Regions from separate parts of the Ovis aries genome. Here region 1 is linked to region 2. Evidence: chromatin contacts called from public Hi-C data. All regions are on one chromosome and are shown on one strand. Each heading gives the region's core, a stretch centred on a gene start, on an enhancer-like site or on the middle of the called end of the contact. The rest is flanking DNA. Distances are from core to core; before and after follow the strand shown.

Region 1 (2,998 bases), core at 70-2,569, 53 kb after region 2:
TTAAATATAACTTGCTTTAAATAGGCAAGCACTTCGTGACAAACTGAGTTCTGTTAGACCGTTGGGTTGCAGGAGAAAGTCTCCATGAAAAGGCAATATTGTGTAATAAATGTACTAATGGCCTAGATTCCTATGACTCATTCTACAGCTGAGCAGATAAAGACAAACAAGGCTGGATTAATTGACTGTCTTCCAAGGGAAGTGGCAAGACAAACGTAGACTCTGGTGCCCTAACTTAGAGCCCAGAGCTTTCTCTATCACATCGTTTGTCAGCTAAACGCTGGCAACTCTTTGCATTATGAATTCATTTGCTCCTTACAGCATTTTACAATTGAGTTGCACAGAAATGTTAAGTAACTTTTCCAAGGCTACTCTGCTAGTAAGTGTAGATGCTGGGATTCAAAGCCAGGCAGTCTGGCTTAAGTTCTGGTTGAATGGGAATCACATGCTTCACAAAATCATTTTTCTTAATTTTTGTCCAGCTCAATGGATATTGTTATTATAATAATGAGATATCACCATTTGGGATCTTAGAATAGTAGATGTGAAGATGGAACCTCCTGTCATCTTCACACCTTAGTTTTAGCTACCCTTTATAGGAAATCTTCTTCAGCTCTAAAAATCAATTAGATGAGGACCTCAGGTCCTTCAAATCATTTAAAAAAATTTTTATTGGAGTATAGTTGACTTACAATGCTGTGTTAGTTTCAGCTGTACAGCAAACTGAATCAGTTATACGTGTACATATATCCACTCCTTTTAGATTCTTTTCCCATTTAGGCCATTACAGAGTATTGAGTAGAGTTCCCTGTGCTATGTAGTAGGCCCTTACTAGTTATCTATTTTATATATAGTAGTGTGTATATGTCAATCCCAATCTCCCAATTTATCCCTCCCCCTACTCCTTCATAACCATAAGGTTTATTGTTTTACATCTGTAACTCTAGTTCTGTTTTATAGATAAATTCATTCATCATACCCTTTTTTTTTTAGAATGCACATTTAAGTCATAGCATACAACATTTCTCTTTCTCTGGTTTGCGTCACCAGTATGACACTCTCTAGGTCCACCCGCGTCGCTGCAAATGGCATTATTTCATTCTTCTTTGTGACTGAGTAATATTGCATTGCATATATGAGTCACATCTTCTTTATCCATTTGTCTGCTGATGGACATTTAGGTTCTTCAAGTATTAACAGGATCTGTGACTAGAGAAAGTGGAGCTTCGTGTGCCATATCATGATAAAATAAATTTTCGGATTGTTTGGAGAATCCTCACCAGGACTGTGTTCATGCTATTGCACAGATGGGAAAGATAATGGCTCCTGGTGGAAACCAGAGCAGTGGTATAACCGAGTTCATCCTGGCGGGTTTCCCAAATCTCAATAGCACGAAAGCAGAACTGTTTTCCGTCTTCCTTCTTGTTTATCTGCTGACTCTAACAGGTAATGTGTTGATCGTCGGGGTGATAGGAGCTGATACTCGCCTGCAGACTCCCATGTACTTCTTTCTAGGTAACTTGTCCTGCCTAGAGATTCTGCTCACTTCTGTCATTATTCCCAAGATGCTGAGCAATTTCCTCTCAGGGTAAAACACTATTTCCTTTGCTGCATGTATTACCCAGTTCTATCTCTACTTCTTTCTTGGGGCCTCTGAGTTCCTACTGTTGGCTGTCATGTCAGGGGATCGCTACCTGGCCATCTGTCATCCTCTGCGATACCCCTTGCTCGTGAACGGGGCTGTGTGCTTCCGAGTGGCCTTGGCCTGCTGGGTCGGGGGGCTCCTTGCAGTGCTTGGCCCCACAGTGGCTGTGGCCTTGCTTCCTTTCTGTGAACAGGATGCTGTGGCGCAGCACTTCTTCTGTGACAGTGGCCCTCTGCTCCGCCTGGCATGCACCAACACCAAGGAGCTGGAGGAAACGGACTTTGTCTTAGCGTCTCTTGTCATCATAGCCTCACTGATGATTACTGCCGTGCCCTATGGTCACATAGTCCTGGCTGTCCTGCGCATCCCCTCAGTTTCAGGCCGGCAGAAGGCTTTCTCTACCTGTACCTCCCACTTGATGGTGGTGACCCTCTTCTATGGAAGTGCCATTTTCCTATACGTGCGGCCATCACAGAGTGGTTCTGTGGATACCAACTGGGCAGTGACAGTGGTAACAACCTTTGTGACACTGCTGCTGAACCCATTCATCTATGCCTTACGGAACGAGCGAGTAAGACAAGCTTTGAAGGACGTGTTTAAGAAGGTAATAGCAGGATTTTGGTGGCATCTTTCACTTGCTAAGAGTTTCAACAAGAAAACAGTGAGGTGAAAGTGAGGGGACGTCATCACTTAAGGGATGTCCTATGTCCAAGCCTTCTTTGTTATCTTCTCATTGTCTCCTCATCATGGATATTACCACACGACCAAATTTTGGAACCACTAAAGAACTACAAAGGCATCAAATCCATCCTTCTTCTCTTTCAGGCAAAATTCCTTGATTCTATCTCATATAAATTCACATTATTATTGATTTATCGTACTCAATACCATTATAAGAACCTCCAACCTGTGCAATCTTAACCTATGGGTCCATAGTCACCAGAGAATCTAAGAATGAGCTTCAGAAAGTGTATAAGCACTATTATTATGTAAACGTATATATCTGAGCCTATATGCGCTTGTCTGGGAAGAGGATATATAGCTTTAATTCAATTCCTAAAGAGTTCGTGTAGGATTGTCACCAAAAGTTAAAAACTAATTCTCATTAGAGTCTTTAAATTATTTATGAAAATCAAGAATCTTAAGAAAAATGCCCTATAATCATAGAAATAAATAGATTAACTGTATATTTTTGTACATACTTTCTGAAAAAAATTGCATTCACTGTTAGGTGGAAAAGAGGTAAAACAAATTTAATAAGGGACTTATTTTCTTCATGGCAATTTCAGATGCCTTTGGAAAAGCAGATCAAAAAGGAAGCTTATGAATAGTAGCATTTAATGTGGTTTTCTA
Region 2 (3,156 bases), core at 190-2,689:
AACTCAATGACAGATAATTAAAAATAGAATTAAATAGGCATGCTGCTGCTGCTGCTGCTGCTAAGTCGCTTCAGTCGTGTCCGACTCTGTGCAACCCCATAGACAGCAGCCCACCAGGCTCCACCATCCCTGGGATTCTGCAGGCAAGAACACTGGATAGAATATAATAAAAGAAGTCGCAAATTGCTTACAAGACTTTATGTCTTCTGAAACATGAGAACTGAAAGATATTTGTTGTTTATAGCAGGTAGTTTCTGCTCTACCTTCAGTTCTTTGGAAAAAAAATGTGACAAACAGGGCCTTTTTATAAACCACCATCGTTCTGCTCCACATCTCGCCAAATATATGCGAATGCCCTCACATCCAACAACAAAAATAACTTTCCGCTGTAAATTGGAATTTTTACTGTAAATTGATTTTTATAAGTTTTGTTTTTCAAATTGTTTTCCCATGAGTAACGCATTCATTTTATAATTGGCTATGATTTCTTGGCAATTATCACACATGCTGAGAAATTCTTAAATGGGACAAAGATTTGACCTTCAATTTATTTTTAACTGTACTATAATCTTTATGAATTCTAAATTTAAAAATAAACAGTATAGTCATGGACATTGAATTATTTTTATATTGTGCTTTTCTTACGTGTAAATCAATAAACATTTTCATGTTAAATATTTTTATAGCCCTTAAAGAGACCACCAATTATAACACCAAACCTGTAGTGATGCCAAACAGTCCTGGGAGCACAACTGTGACTCTAGAAAGACAAAAGGATTCAGGGTTCCGCTGGTTACATACGAAGGCACGTGAGCCTACATAAGAAGGTTGAGCGAAATGATCTCTCTTTCTAATCAGCATCTGGCATTGATCTACCTTTGTCTGTTTTATCTTTTCTATAGACAAATTTGGTATACTACCAAAGAATTACCAAATTATACCCTAAGATTCTTTGGTCATTCCTCAATACTGAAAGATAGAAATAGCCTCTGAAGTGGTTTCCATTAGGCACATAAGAGTATCATTTATAATAGAATCAGCAAAAGTATTTTGAGGAGGTTAACAAGAAAGTGGTAGACGGCTGGGAGAGTCACACCTCCGCCACAGCCGCTGGGCTGCCTGCCCCCCTTGCACTAAGCTCTTTACCTTTTCATGGTGTTTCAGTCTCCTGGGTGTGTTTTCTTTTTCTACTGTTTTGGAAGACACTTTTCTTGAATTGTAATCAGTTAAGTCTCCTGCTCTGCAATGGACAAATATTACCTTTTAATGTCAAAAGGAGTTGTAGAATGGCAGGCTGTCAAGGTTGGAAGTATCCTTCACTGTGAACAGAGATCAGAATCCCAGAGTCCAAAAATTTAGTAGAACCTGAGCTGGTAGTACCTGAAAGAGTCATTAGGTGGCAGTGATGGATAGGAATGTCTTCTCCCTTGCTTGGCGGTAACAGTGGGTCCCTGTAGGCAGAATCAGTATTGTACAGAGAATATTGCTGATCACAGCAGAGGGTGTGAGCTGGCAGGCCTGGCCACAGTCTCTGTCCAAACAGTCTATGCCTTAGATATTAAGACCAAGGACACCTCACTAGATACGAGTGTCAAAGCAAAAGTCACAAAGCTCAGGATATCACAAATAAAGATTCAGCTGTCATCAGGTTTCATGCCTGCCATTCCCAAACCATTATTCATGGGATCTTAAGCAAACAGTTACCTATTCACTTATAAATGTTTCTTGCATCACCACTCAGTCGTTACCGACTCTCTGTGACCTCATGGACAGCAGCCCACCAGGATCATCTGTCCACAGCATCATTTCGGCAAGAATACTGGAGTAGGTTGCCATGCCCTCCTCCAGAATAAGTGTTTCCTACTGGCGCATAATCTACAACAGGGCAGAGAGCATATTACCCACTTTGAATCATACTACATGCCTCAGAGCACACCCGCAATATATATATATTTTTAATGACTGATTTCATTTTCCTCTTCAAACCTAAATTTGCTTATCTATAAAATGAGAGTTGCTCACTGTAAAAGTCTGAAATTCCGTGGTTCTCATTAAGGCATCAGGGAATGTTTCTAGTTTCATAGCAAATGTCCAGTGACCATGGAATTATAAAGATAAGTTTGTATGGATTTAGTTGGTGGCACAGCCATCAGCTGAAAGAAAGATGATAGGAAGATGTGAGCCCAGTCTCACTGGTATGTATCTTCCCTTAAGGCTCAGGGTATAAGCCCAGCCCTCTTCACCTCTAGTTAAGGTGCTGACCCTACCTCAGGGCTTGGCACCCTAAAAAGGTACTTGTTTGTTGGGAGGTTGAAGGCCTTCATGTTCCAGTCTGGGGAGGTAAAGGAATATCTTTATTTCTGATTTACAAAATTTGCAAAATTAATCCTGTAACAATTCAGCTGAAGTTTGCTTAGACTTATTGTAATTTTGACTCCCTGAGACATCCAGAAACGAAACCCCAACAAACACACTATGGCCACCTCTGTCTAACATCTGCTCCCCCACTTCACACATTGTTTTCAATTCTCACATGTTTGCAATTCGAAACTTCTGGAAACGAGATGTAAAATGGAATTGGGAAAAAAACAAATAAGAGACAGAATGTTTGTGGCACAGAAGTGAATCTGCCTAGGCAAATGGTACAGAGCCTCACGTTTGGTCAAGGATAGTCAGACTCATTTACATAGATCCTTCTAGACCCAAGCACGTAATTAGCAGTGGAATTTATTTCAAATGTTCTTTAGATTTTTATCCTGTGTCTCAAACCAATCCCTTGGTCTTTATAAAAATTAACATTCTCGTCCTCTCCAACAGGCAATATTTTGTATTCAAGGGAGCCATCAAACTTCATGTACCAGAGAATTACCCCCAACCTTTGATGATGATGAGTAATTACGGTCAGTGCACCTTCTTTTGATCTTGGGATGTGTTCCACTTCACTTTCAAAGAGCACCCAAAACTTTCTTTCTTCCTTTTTTGCTGTACCACACAGCTTGTGGGATCCTAGTTCCCTGACAAGGAATTGAACCCATGCCTTTGGCAGTGAAAACACAGCATAGTCCTGCTTGGATTGCTAGGGAAAGCCTCCAAAATTTTCTTAAAGAAGGTAGCAGGGAAGTTTACAAGTAAACAGAGATTGGACTTCCCTGGTGA

Evidence for each region. Hi-C and Micro-C count contacts between places; a contact is called where the count stands out from the background.
Region 1: a contact with region 2 is called in a Hi-C map of liver, with 1.9 times the contacts expected there. The contact joins the promoter of LOC101116235 here to the enhancer-like site in region 2. A contact is called at or near these places in 3 of 16 Hi-C or Micro-C datasets (blood, liver and muscle).

The regions. Positions count from the first base shown.
Region 1 is chr7:24,747,826-24,750,823 of ARS-UI_Ramb_v3.0, forward strand. LOC101116235 (olfactory receptor 6S1) reads left to right here and starts at 1,320. Exons shown (of 1, transcript XM_012181063.4): 1 at 1,320-2,998. The coding sequence starts at 1,320. The coding sequence ends at 2,315.
Region 2 is chr7:24,695,097-24,698,252 of ARS-UI_Ramb_v3.0, forward strand. The region is part of intron 1 of LOC101114275 (ribonuclease 4); the gene reads right to left. All of the region lies in intron 1 of LOC101114959 (angiogenin-2-like), which reads right to left. The region is part of intron 1 of LOC105615654 (angiogenin-1-like); the gene reads right to left. Among named protein-coding and RNA genes, the nearest start is that of TRNAP-UGG, 8.5 kb to the right of the region's middle. Within about 2 kb of position 1,440, at least 6 of the 54 cell types and tissues checked have an H3K27ac peak or open chromatin away from gene starts, as enhancers often do. A contact at or near this core is called in liver, where this site is marked.